3 separate regions of the Mus musculus genome follow, and all the other regions are linked to region 3. The links are chromatin contacts, called in public promoter capture Hi-C maps. All regions are on one chromosome and are shown on one strand. The core of a region is the stretch at or near the end of the contact, and the rest is flanking DNA. Distances in the headings are between cores, read along the strand shown.

Region 1 (3,903 bases), core at 579-3,078, 150 kb after region 3:
AGGTTGCAGTTAGCATCTCATAAACAAGACGGCAGAGAGATAGCTCAGCTTTTCTGTTCTCAACTCTTGTGGAGTTCAGCTCCCAGCACCCACATGAGGTACTTCTAATTTCAACTCTTTTCTGGGCTCTGGGTATCCCAGTGCTCATACACACAGACAGACAGACAGACAGACAGAACACACACACACATTAATTTTATTGTTTTGAGTTTGACTCTCATTACATAATCCTGGCTGTCCTGGAACTCACTATGTAGACCAGGCTGGCCTCAAACTCACAGAAATCTGCCTGGCTCAGTTTCCTTGGTGGGGAGATTAAAGAGGTATGACACCGCATCCAGCTCACACAATACTTTTTTTAATACTTTTTTTTAAGTGTTATTAGATGGCAGAGAGGTGAATGCATTTGGCACTTTACAGCTCACACATGCAAACTGGAAAGAGCTTCAGTTAGTGTCTGAAGTGTAATTCCTTCAAAAACATCTTCTAAAGGGGCCGTCTACCGACTACAGGGAAGAACTGCAAGACACAAAAATGTGAAAAATCGGAAAGGAAACACAATGCCAGTCAAGTTCATTTCCCCACATCGGGAGCATAATTTAATGTGAGTACAAGCCAGTGTGTATATTTATATTAAATATGCAGGACATAATAGGCAATGAAGTGATGAGATGTCTTGAGGGAATGTGTGCACTGAAGCACCATTGACTACATATACATACTATACACACACACACACATGAATGATAATTCCTGGGGCTGAGGATGTAGTTCAGTAGGTAAAGTGAAAGTGCTTGGCCAGCAAGCATGAAACCCTGATTTCACCCATATAAAGCTGATAAGCTGGCGTAGTGTCATATACATGTAACTCCAGTTCTGGGAGGTGAGGGCAAGTGGATCTGGAGTTAAAACCAGCACAGTGAATTGGAGACTAGGCTGAGCTATTTAGATACACACACACACACACACACACACACACACACACACACACACAGACAGAGACAGAGACAGAGAGAAAGAGACAGACAGACAAATTAAGGAAAAATGAGACTTGTACTGGTATTTTAAATGGTAATTATGCTCACTGACTTAAAGCTACTAAATCAAAACAAGAGGTAACTGCACTAACATTTTTAAAAATTTCCTTCACTCCTATTTTTCTCCCCCTAAAATTAGTGTTTTTAGAACACCATTTCTGAGGCCCCTCAACAACACAAACAACAAAGTTCCTGAAGCCAGAACGCCACAGGCAGGATGTGCATACCACTGCTTGAACTGAGTGAACTTGAACACAGACCGTGCCAGGAAACTGTTCTGATACTTGGAGCAATGTTTATTAATAAGCACAACGCCAGTACTTCTCAAGAGATAAACATTTAGCAATGTGTCGGAATTATTCACCATAGTCATAAAATCTAGCATATGAAACCTGAGAACAACAGACCAGTTACTATAGAGCCTTAGTCTCGTCTTTATTAGCCATACAGCCTCGTCCCACATCTTTTGGACTCCAGAGTAGCAAAAAGAGTGAGAAGAGACAGGGGGTGGGTGGGGGAGTTGGTATGAGCCAATCTGGGATCCTGTGAAATATTAGTGTTTTCCAAAGTGCTGGAGCACTCTAGAGTGCTCTGGAGGAGGAAAGTTGCCACCACCCAACTCAAACGTGACCCTGACAGAGGTCTCCAAGACCATGGAGCGCTGCTCAAGGTTTTTCCAGAAGCCCCAAGGAAAAGACATCTCCAAGAAGGGAAGAGCTTTACCTCGAGGAGAGGCCAAGGGCTGAGCACGTTGGCCAGGCAGCAGTCTCCTCTTGGCACTGTGCAGGAAATGAAGGCAGTTTTCCAGATCACAGCCTAGGGAGGCAGGTGGGGCACGTGTGCCCCCATCTCCATAGGGAAGACAACACACAAGACAACACACGCTGCCACCACGCCCCACAGGTCCGGTGTCCCTTGCTCGGTGCTGCACTCCAGTGGCCAACCTCGGTCTTTGCTTCAGGAGGCTCCTGAAGGTTGTCACCTTCCCTCTGTTCTCTCAAGTTCTAGGTGGATTTCTTTTGCTGGCCGCCGGTCCCAGGCAGTTGCAGCTGGATCTCGAGGGCCTTCAAGTTGCTGGGAAGAGGTGACAAATGCACAGCTGCTGTCTGCCAAATTCTGCTTAGCTTTACACTAGCCAGCAATTTTAAAGCACTGAGATGGCAAAGGTAACGTTTCTTACCCTTTCTCATGTTCATCTTTAGCAAATCCTCAAAAAATTTTAAAGTTTTTTTTTTTAAACAGTATTAGTTAATACAGGAGTCAGAAAGACAGAACATCAACATGATTCTAATTGCTTTGGTCAAGATGCCTGAGCAGACTTATCGTAAAGCCACCCTCTTCCCACTTCTTTTGAATTTAACAGAAAGATTTCACAATACTTCAAGCATGGGAAAGTTAAAAATCCTATGAATGGTGAGGCTAAACAAGATCCAGGGATGAAGTCTGAACGGAGACACAACGAAGTTAAAATAGCTTGCTCTAACAGTAGATTTTATGAGGTCATCTATAACTCAATAAAATACAATGATTTTGCAACATCTATGTTCTAAGAGTGGCTAGGCATGAAGGAAAATTAAAATTGAGATTCTGTCTTACCTTAATCAGAATGGCTATCTCCAGGCCTCTACATGCTGAGCAGCCTATGGAGGAAGGGCAATGGCTACCCACTGTTAGTGGGAATATAAACTGCTGCAGCCACTATGGAAATCCATATGGAAGGGTCTCCAAAGGCTGAAATTAGAACTACTGATGGCTCAGAGGTTAAGGGCACTGACTGCTCTTCCAGAGGTCCTGAGTTCAATTCCCAGCGTAATGGGATCTGATGTGCTCTTCTGGAGTGTCTGAAGACAGCTACAGTGTACTCATATAAAATAAATAAATAAATCTTTAAAAAAAAAAAAAGAACTATCGTATGACCCAGTTGTACCACTTCTGAGCATACACCCAAAGGATTCTACAGTCTAACACAGGGATTCCTTCTCTACTGACATCAGCTAACAAATGAATAGCCTAAACACACATGATGCCAGTTTATGTAGACGTTAGGAAAAAGAAATCCTGATATTTCCTGGCAAATGGATGGAACTGAAGAATAGGATGCTGAGATAACCCAGGCCCAGAGCACAAATGACTCTCTCACGTGTGGGCCCTAGCTTCACATTTTTAGATTTGTGTGGGTTTTTGAGGTCAGGAAACAGCCATATAAGGGCTAGGAGGTCTTAAGGGGCTGAACACAAAGCAAATGTGTTATGGAAGTGTGTGTTGTGTGTGTGTGTGGGGTGTTGCTAGAGTATAGTTAAGCAGGAATGAGTGTTGTGGTGTATGGCAGGGGGTAGAGGGGAGTCAAACACAACCAAGAATGTATGAAAAGGCCTTATGCTGTGTAAACTCACTTTAACAGTTTTAAAACAAGTTCCAACAGGAGTGAGTGGGCAATGTTCTGCCAGAATACAGTTTTTACATGAAATTCTCAGTGTCATGTATGGGACACCTCCCTATGAGTGACTGGTCAGAAAGGACCCAGGGGGACCCCAACTAACTCATTATCATTGTTTTTAGTTACTCACCACAGCTAAAAGGTAGGAGCCTACCGGTGAACACATAGAAGAGTCAGACTGGAATTGACCTGGGAATCTCACTCCTGAAGTCTGGTTTTTACAGTGCTAGAGAAAAGTCTGCAGAAGTTTACAGACTTGCACAGTGGTGAGTCCAATGTACGTACTATGATACTACCCCAGCAGGCAAGATGTGCCCACTGATGCACTAACTGCATGACTGTCACAGGGTCACCGACTGCTTTCGGATTGGATCTGAGGCCTTCATCAAAGCAGGGAATTCATGTCTGGTACTATAAACATGGTTAAAA
Region 2 (4,048 bases), core at 534-3,033, 140 kb before region 3:
TAGCTACTTCATAATTGTAGTTTTGCTACTGTTATGAATTGTAATTTAAATATGTATTTCCTGATGGTCTTAAGTGAAAGGGTTGTTCAAGGGTGTTGTGACCCATAGATTTACAAACAAGCTAGTACCCTTGGACAAGTTACTTCTTATCAGTTTCTTCTGTGGAAAATGCAGATAAAAATACTTTAGTTGTTAATGATAAAAAATTCATACATACACACACAGTGCTTAGAACAGAAAGGATATGACATCTATTAAACATTAGGTCTTCCTGCCTACTGCTTCAAATACTACCTTTACACACCTACTATACCACCTGACCCAGGCCTCTTACAATCAGGAGCAAAATAAAGTTTCATTAAGACACTGCCATGTAAAACTCATACCTGACAAAAGCAGAAGGAAGAACGAGCTGTAATACTAGAGGAACAAAAATCCAATTATACCAAAGCACACTGAAAAAAACTGTACAAGTGATTCATACTGAGTAACTACAACCACTTGGACTATGTCCTTGAAAATGTTGTCAAATAAAGTTCAGTTGCTTTAACCTTCAATTCTTCAGAGGGACAGCCTTAAATAGCATATCTTGGAAATGTAGTAATAATAATAACTAAGATATATGAACCCAGGATTAACAGGGTGGCTACTGATCTCTTCACTCACAATTATTCATAATGTAAATCCTGAAGTCCATTTGCCTTAAAAAAAAAAAAAAAAGACTAAGGTAAACTAATAAGGAAAAATTCTATTTAGATTCTTTCCAAAGAGCAGCAGATACACTTAAATCTGAACATTAAGCAACTCCTATCTAACAGACCCTGGAAGCTGGACCCTTAAGCAGCAAACTGAATTAAGAGCTTTAGGGCTGGAGAGATGGCTCAGTGGTTAAGACAACTGGCTGCTCTTCCAAAGGTCCTGAGTTCAATTCCCAGCAACCACATGGTGACTCACAGTCATCTGTAATGAGATTTGATGCTCTCTTCTGGTGTGTCTGAAGACAGCGACAGTATACTCATACACATTAAATAAATAAATCTTTTTTAAGAGCTCTAATACAGATACATGGAAGAAAGACATAACTTCATAACTCTACCCACACCTCCCTGTGGCTTTAAACACCCACCATCACTCATCATAGCAAGTCTCACCTGCTTTCTGCATCCACATTTCTATGTGGAAAGGCCCTGCTACAATGTGGACATAGTTGAGTATTCCCATATATGCATGTGTTGATCCCCACTGTAGCAATATGAGAGGATATGGACCTTTACGGGGTGCAGCCTAACAAGAACTGTGCCCTTGGAAGGACACTCAGTCTCTTGGAGCAAGAGGATGATCACTGAGTTGCTCTATTTCTTGATTTTTGTCTGCAGTTAGTTAGGAATACTTCTGAAATGCAGTCCTAGTAACCTGGCTGACTGGGCACCTGTTCCCTTACTAGAGCCATACAGAGCCCACACAGAACTGGACCAATGCACACACCACGCCCTGGAACCTCCAAACCTATGAGTTAAATAACCTCTTCATAAATACCCTGCCTCAGGTATTTCATTATAGCAATGAAAGGCTGACAAATATCGGCCAGCACTCCACCTTGCCAGCTCTGTATGTTTACACATCAGCCTCTGTAATGTGGCTTTGTAGCTAGGATACAAAAACAATACAAAGTCAAGAGCCTGCTTAACATTGAGTAATACACGCAACAGACATCACACTCTGACACACCTCCAACCCCAGAGTGAGGATGGGAGGAAGGCAGGAGATTAAGCAATAGGATGATTAGAAATAATAACAGGAAGAGCACAGTGGGGACAGCACAGGGACTTGTGTTTCTGCCCTATCCTCTCATGCACTCTCTCCTTCCCCTGACCACACAGGACAGGCAGCAGAGATGAGTAAGAAAGATGGAGTGCATGTGCTAATTCTGCTGCTGACCCACACTGAGCCACTCATCACCCATCAAGACAAAAGCACCTACCTGCTACTCATCTCAGATGGATGTAGCCTTTATAAACTGCAAAGTTCCATTATATTGTGTATTGCTTTCAACTACTCCCACCATAACATCCTACCTTGTGGCTAGCTCCCCAACTAAATGCAAACTGCCCCATTCTGTTTCCCACTTTTCTGTTTTGGATATACTATACAAGTGCTTAGAAATTAAGTGAGTGATGCTTCACTCTTCATTTCCTAACCAAAACTTCTAGAATCAGATTTTGTGACTCTAAGAAAACAGCACCAACAGATTCCAAATCATATCTACGATAAATTAGTTATATTATAAAATCCCTAACTCTTTTGTTGTGTTGCTATCTCACTATGTAGCCTAAGCTGTCTTGAATTTGCTACACAGACCAAAGCAGGCCTCAAATTCAAGAGATCAGCCTGCCTTTGCAGATGCTGAGATTAAAAGCACCACCTAAAATCCCTAATCCTTAAGAGAACAGCAGTCCCAGAGAGATAGAAATAAGATGAACTAACCAGACACATCTAAAACCCTTTAGTAAGAGAAACTCTCCGTTCAGTAAAAGCATGCATCACAACCGTCTCCTGAGACATTAAATCATGATAATCTCACAAGCGACACTGCAAACGGCCTGTACACAGTCAGCAATGTTTAAAAAAATGTCTAGAGAGCTGAGGAAACAGCTCAGCTGGTAAGGTGCTTCCTGTCACCCACACATGCATGACTTTCATAAAAGCCAGGTGTGGTGTCCTCATCTCATCTGTAAGCCCAGTACTGGAGCAGGCAGGGAGATATGCAGTTTGCTAGAGCTTGCCGGCTGGCCAATCAATCAGCCCCACCTTTAGTGGAACACTTTTTGGTTTGTTTTGGTTTTGTTGTTTTATTTTTTTAAGATAAAGTGGAGACTGGTAGAGGCTATCAAGGTCAACTTCTGGCTCTCACATGAACCCTGGGACATACATACAAGCATGTTCATAAATGTACCACACAAATACTCCACATACCACTCATATCCTGCCCTCCAGATATATATATATACCAAAATCGTGTATATAAACCTTCCAGGACCAGTTTTCACAGGTTTATCCTCAAGTATTTAGGACCCAACTTCTATTTCCCCGTACTCAAGGAAAAAATATACACTTTTTTTTCTTATGCAATCTTGCTCATTCTGGATAAAACTCAGAAGTTTCAAGTCTCTACAACACAGTAACAGAGCTAAGGTTACTTGGCAATTTGTCATCTCTCTCCATACTATATACTGGGTTCCACTTCAGGCCTAACAACTTTTTAAAGGGTCTGGTAACCTGACATTGCAGAGAAGAACTGGCTGTTCATCCCAAATTAATACATCTACAATACCATGGAGCACCATGAAGAATAGGGCAGAAGACCCAACGGACCAGGATATGTGCTTCAAGATAGTGTCTTCTATTCTTGAAAGGGAGGCTGTACCCATGAAATCTCAACAATATGGCCATTAAAACAAAACCTATCTAAAGAAAATACTAGCTAACATGCCAATATTGGCTAAGAAAATCTCACACGGCCCCACCTTTGAATGAAGGACTATAGGCAATCAATGGCTGCTAGGAGAGTTTTAGTCTTCTTTAGGCATAAGCCTGATAGATTTAAACTAAGCCGTAAATACATATACACAAGAGAAACTCTAATGGACTCAGCAGTTGTGTATATATGTATATATACATAAACATATATGTAACAATAATTAAAGAGGTAGTCATGAACTTGAGAGGGAGTAGGGGCCACATAGAAGGAGTTGGAGGGAGGGAGGAGGCACGGGTAGAAGTGATACAGTATTCATGTATGAATTCTCAAAAACTAAAACTTTAAATTTAAAACAATAAAGACTAGTCATCACTGTTCACCTATGAGGTACTCTGTTTTCAGAAATTTAACTGTAAAACTGAGTTATCTCCACCCCCTTTAAAACAATTTCAAGTATCCTACGCATGATGAGAGTTAGGGGGGGGCTGGGTCAGGAAGATAGATCATCTGACTTTATAAAGACTTTCTAAACTCTGAAGCCTGTAGCAGAGTTACCTAACCTTGTAAGTC
Region 3 (3,812 bases), core at 948-3,447:
AAGAAAGGGTACTGGTTTTAGAGTTGAGTAGGTTTAGAACCCTGCATCTAGATATTTAGTGTCATGAAACTTACAAGTTGCTAACACCATTTTTGTCTCAGTATCCCAAGTTTTCAAAAAAGGAAACCCTTGTCAAGCTCGTTTCACGGGGCTGTTGTCATCAATGGTGTAATCAGCATAAAATTTTAGAAAAATGAATATGTACAGAAATTCATATTTGGATATCAGCTAGACATGCAATAAGGAAAAAGAATTCAGGTTAAGAAGAGCAAACACAGCACAACAGCTGGAGATCAGGTGTTAGCGGGACTGTTCTCCAAGACGGAGCCCTCGGAACAGGAGAAGGAACGTGCAAATGTCTGTGTGAGGTTTCAGAAGGAACAAAGGCTTAGGGCAGGATAGAGCTGCTAGGCCATGGGGAGGTGGCAGGGGAAAAGAGACCAGTGACAGCAGGAATCAGTCCCTACCTCATTGAACCTATCTTTTAAAAATGCACACACACACACACACACACACACACACACATACCCAAACTGCAATTGTGAGTATGAATTGTAAGACGTACTAAGCACTATATGAAGTAGAGTAACATGAAAATATCGCCACAAAGTGGCATCTATAAAGACTTACATAAAGAGCTTCACAGACGTTCATTTAGATTTAGCCTCCAAAGGAGGCATTTGGTGCCAGAGTTCTTCTTTCTGTTTTCTGGGCTGTTTGAGATAGGGTCTAGGTTGGCCTTCTGTGTTCTGTGAGGCTGAACATGACCTTGAACTTCTGATCCTCCTGTCCTCTACCTCCCAAATGGCTGGGATTACAGGTAAGCACCACCACACTTGATCTATGCAGTGCTGGGAATAGAACCCAGGGCGTTGTGCACACAGTGCTCTAACAAATGAGCTATATCCCCAGCCCTCTATGTCTGCTCATTCTTATAATGATGTCCCCTTAATGGGCTCTATGTAACAGAGAATAAAAACCAAACTTGAAAAGCCCTCTGTGTAATCTTCCTTGGCTCCCGTTTCTGAAATACTTCATATTTAATGCTGACAAGGTCGCGGGCTGACTGGTGATGGTATCCCTTCACTAGGAAAGAAAAGGCAGGGGATCAAGAGTTCAAGTCCAGCCTGACTTCATAGAGTTTCAGGAAAGAAATACTTTTAAAAGATTAAAGGCTCGTTAAGGGTCTATGAACTCCAGAGACAGATGCAGATTAAGACTCCCCCCCCCCCACCCCCCAGAGGAAGGAAGGGATGGTGAGCAACAAGAGGGCCTGGAGTTGGCTGAAGGCCTACACAGGTTTCCCGAGTGGATGGCATAAACCGACAGTATTTGGTTCTCGGTGAAAAAAAAAAAAAAAAAAGGTGACTTTTTTTTTCTTTATTTCTATTTTTTCAAACTTGGTTTTACAGAAGACCCGGCTTGGGACCAGATCGAGTTCAGCCTTGGTTTAAGCGTCCACACCTGAGCAAGCTTCCCTGCTTCAGTGGACGGCGCAAAGCGATGCACTTATCCTCGTTAAGTGCAAACCGTTAGGAAATGCTGCACGCCAGAAGCTGCCGCACCCCAGCCCGCAGTGCGACCTGAACCCTCCGCGTCGCTGGGACGCCGGTCGGTCCCCAAGTGCCCCCAGCCTGGGGTCCTCGCGGAGGGCGCCCAGGGCCACTCGCCGCGCCCCGCCGTGCCGCGGGGCTCCGGCCAGCAGGGGGCGCTGCGGCCCGCTCTCCCGGGAGCGGCCGAGCCAGCCCGGTGGGTGTTTCTCTCTCTCTCTCTCCCTCTCCCTCTCCCTCTCGCGCTCTCTCCTCCCGGCCTCACATCCGGGTCTGGAGCGCGGCCGCCGCTGTCAGTGCCGGGCCGGGGCGCAGTCAATGGCGGCCGAGGGAGGCGGAGCGGCGGCCACGCGCAGCCCCGAGCCCCCGAAACTTTAGACTTCGGAAGCCCCACAACTTCTCGGAGGGGGGCGCGTGGGCGGAAGGGGAAGCCGAGGCGGGAAGCCCGAGGGACGCGGCCGAGCCCGGAGCCGCCGCCTCCTTTTCCCCACGCCGAGCTTGCGGCCGCGCACAGCCGCGCGCCACCGCCGCCGGCTGCCCCGGGCCACACGAGCTCGCGGCCCCGCGGGGAGGCCGTGCCGTGCGCAGTACCCCGCCGGCCGCCCCGGGTCGCGGGGCCGGCGCCCGGGTGGTGCATGCGGGGCGGGGCGGCCGCCGGGCCGAGGCGAAGATGGAAGGCTTGACGCTGAGCGACGCCGAGCAGAAATACTACTCGGATCTCTTCTCCTACTGCGACATCGAGAGCACCAAGAAGGTGGTGGTCAACGGGCGAGTGCTCGAGCTGTTCCGGGCCGCGCAGCTGCCCAACGACGTGGTCCTCCAGGTACCGCCGCGTCCCCGGCCGCGCGGGCCCCGGGCAGCGGCAGCGGGAGTGGGCTCCCCCGGGGACGGGCAGAGGCCGCAGGTGCGGGAGCGGGGTGCGCGGGGACCCCTGGAGGGGGAGGGCTCGCCGTCCGGGTGGGGGCGGGGGTCTGCGGAGCCTGCATCCCTCCGGCAGCCTGTGCACTGGAAGAGCAAGGTCCCGGGTCTCTCGGGTTGTGTGTGCATCCTAGCGTCTGCTGGATATGCCTACTATAGTCACATAGCTCTTCGACTCCCGCACAATAGGAAAGTTACGACTATAGGCAGGCAAAATGCCATATGGATTTTTGAGCGAGCCGAGCAGACTCGATGAAGTGAGATTTGTTACGCTTAAGGTATCCAAGAAGCAGGTGGTTTGGGTTTTTTTTTTAGGGGGGGGGTTGTTTTGTTTTGTTTTAAATTTAAGGAAGCTGTGTTCTTAGGGGAGACTAAGAAATTTGAACTTCTGGCTGATACTTGGCATGTAGATAGATGTGAAAAGAACTTGGTCGTAGAATGGGTGGCCGGTGGACAGTATCTTCTAGTGCCCTTCCCGGGAATAGTCAGTGGAGCTTGTGGGTTTGGTTTGGGATTTATTGAACAGCTGGAATCAGACAGCGGATAGTCTCCTCAGTCTGTAACTCTGCCACTCGTAACTCTGTAGCAGCAAGGGTAAACCTTCTTTGTCGCCTGTTTTAGAAGTGCTAATATTTGTGATGAGCATTAATGCTACTGCTTAATGATTCATAGCTGCTATAGTAAGAGCCTGTTTAAACTGTATGGGAGGAAGGAACCGTCTTAAGTTTTCATCCTCATATTGATCCCAAGCCAGTTATCCAAATCTCCAAACACATGGAGATGGAAGTGGATATAATGCAGTGGAAGCAGAATATTGGGCCAGAGGTTTGATTTTACTTTGTTTTGAGACAGCTTATTGCTTTATATCCCAGACTAGCCCTGAACTCAGGGTCCTGTTGCCCCCTCAACTGCTCAGGTGCTGGGACGTGGGTGTGGGCTGGGCCAGGAGTCTCCAGGCTTTTAGAAATCTCATCACTCTGCCTCCTCAGCCTCCAGTTCTCTGAGGCCCATCTTAGAGTGAAAGTCAGTTTTCTTCTAACAGAAACCCTTGTGATATAAAAATTTCTACACACACCTCGAATATAGACAATACCCGAGTGCCTACTGTGGTTTAGGGAGTGAATTCTTTCTCACTTTGCTTTTGTTTCATTTTGTCATTTTTTCTTAACCCTGGGGTGTGGTGGGGAAAGGTGAGTGTTTTAGGTACCAGGGAAGGATAAGAAAGTCTCAGATCTGTGCTGCTGAAGAGGACAACATAGTGACAATTTTAGGCTTTCCCAACAATTCAGATTCTGTGTGGATTCACTGTTTTTGTTTTTATGGCCCTCTTACGATGAGGAAACC

The links. Promoter capture Hi-C pulls out the DNA fragments that hold promoters and counts their contacts. Capture Hi-C pulls out chosen DNA fragments and counts their contacts.
Region 1: a promoter capture Hi-C map of pancreatic islet shows a contact between it and region 3. The contact joins the promoter of Ect2l here to the promoter of Reps1 in region 3. A contact is called at or near these places in 20 of 39 promoter capture datasets (the 3T3-L1 cell line, the C10 cell line, the HPC-7 cell line and 12 more), 3 of 15 datasets of contacts at CTCF or cohesin (CD8 T cells, the NIH/3T3 cell line and embryonic stem cells), 81 of 484 Hi-C or Micro-C datasets (the 63-12 cell line, B cells, the BV-2 cell line and 52 more), 24 of 115 datasets of contacts at active chromatin or transcription factors (CD4 single positive thymocytes, the SCID.adh cell line, bone marrow-derived dendritic cells and 14 more) and 5 of 9 other capture datasets (adipose tissue, embryonic stem cells, liver and 2 more).
Region 2: a contact with region 3 is called in a promoter capture Hi-C map of neutrophils, with 3 times the contacts expected there. The contact joins the enhancer-like site here to the promoter of Reps1 in region 3. A contact is called at or near these places in 2 of 39 promoter capture datasets (the 3T3-L1 cell line and neutrophils), 1 of 15 datasets of contacts at CTCF or cohesin (large pre-B cells), 1 of 115 datasets of contacts at active chromatin or transcription factors (thymic regulatory T cells) and 3 of 9 other capture datasets (adipose tissue, liver and pancreatic islet).

The regions. Positions count from the first base shown.
Region 1 is chr10:18,208,999-18,212,901 of GRCm38.p6, forward strand. Ect2l (epithelial cell transforming sequence 2 oncogene-like) reads right to left here and starts at 1,829. Exons shown (of 22, transcript NM_001370991.1): 1 at 1,761-1,829.
Region 2 is chr10:17,917,463-17,921,510 of GRCm38.p6, forward strand. All of the region lies in intron 1 of Heca (hdc homolog, cell cycle regulator), which reads right to left. Among named protein-coding and RNA genes, the nearest start is that of Heca, 29 kb to the right of the region's middle. Within about 2 kb of position 1,784, at least 63 of the 459 cell types and tissues checked have an H3K27ac peak or open chromatin away from gene starts, as enhancers often do. A contact at or near this core is called in neutrophils and thymic regulatory T cells, where this site is marked.
Region 3 is chr10:18,053,743-18,057,554 of GRCm38.p6, forward strand. It overlaps Reps1 (RalBP1 associated Eps domain containing protein), which reads left to right and starts at 2,198. Exons shown (of 20, transcript NM_009048.2): 1 at 2,198-2,373. The coding sequence starts at 2,221.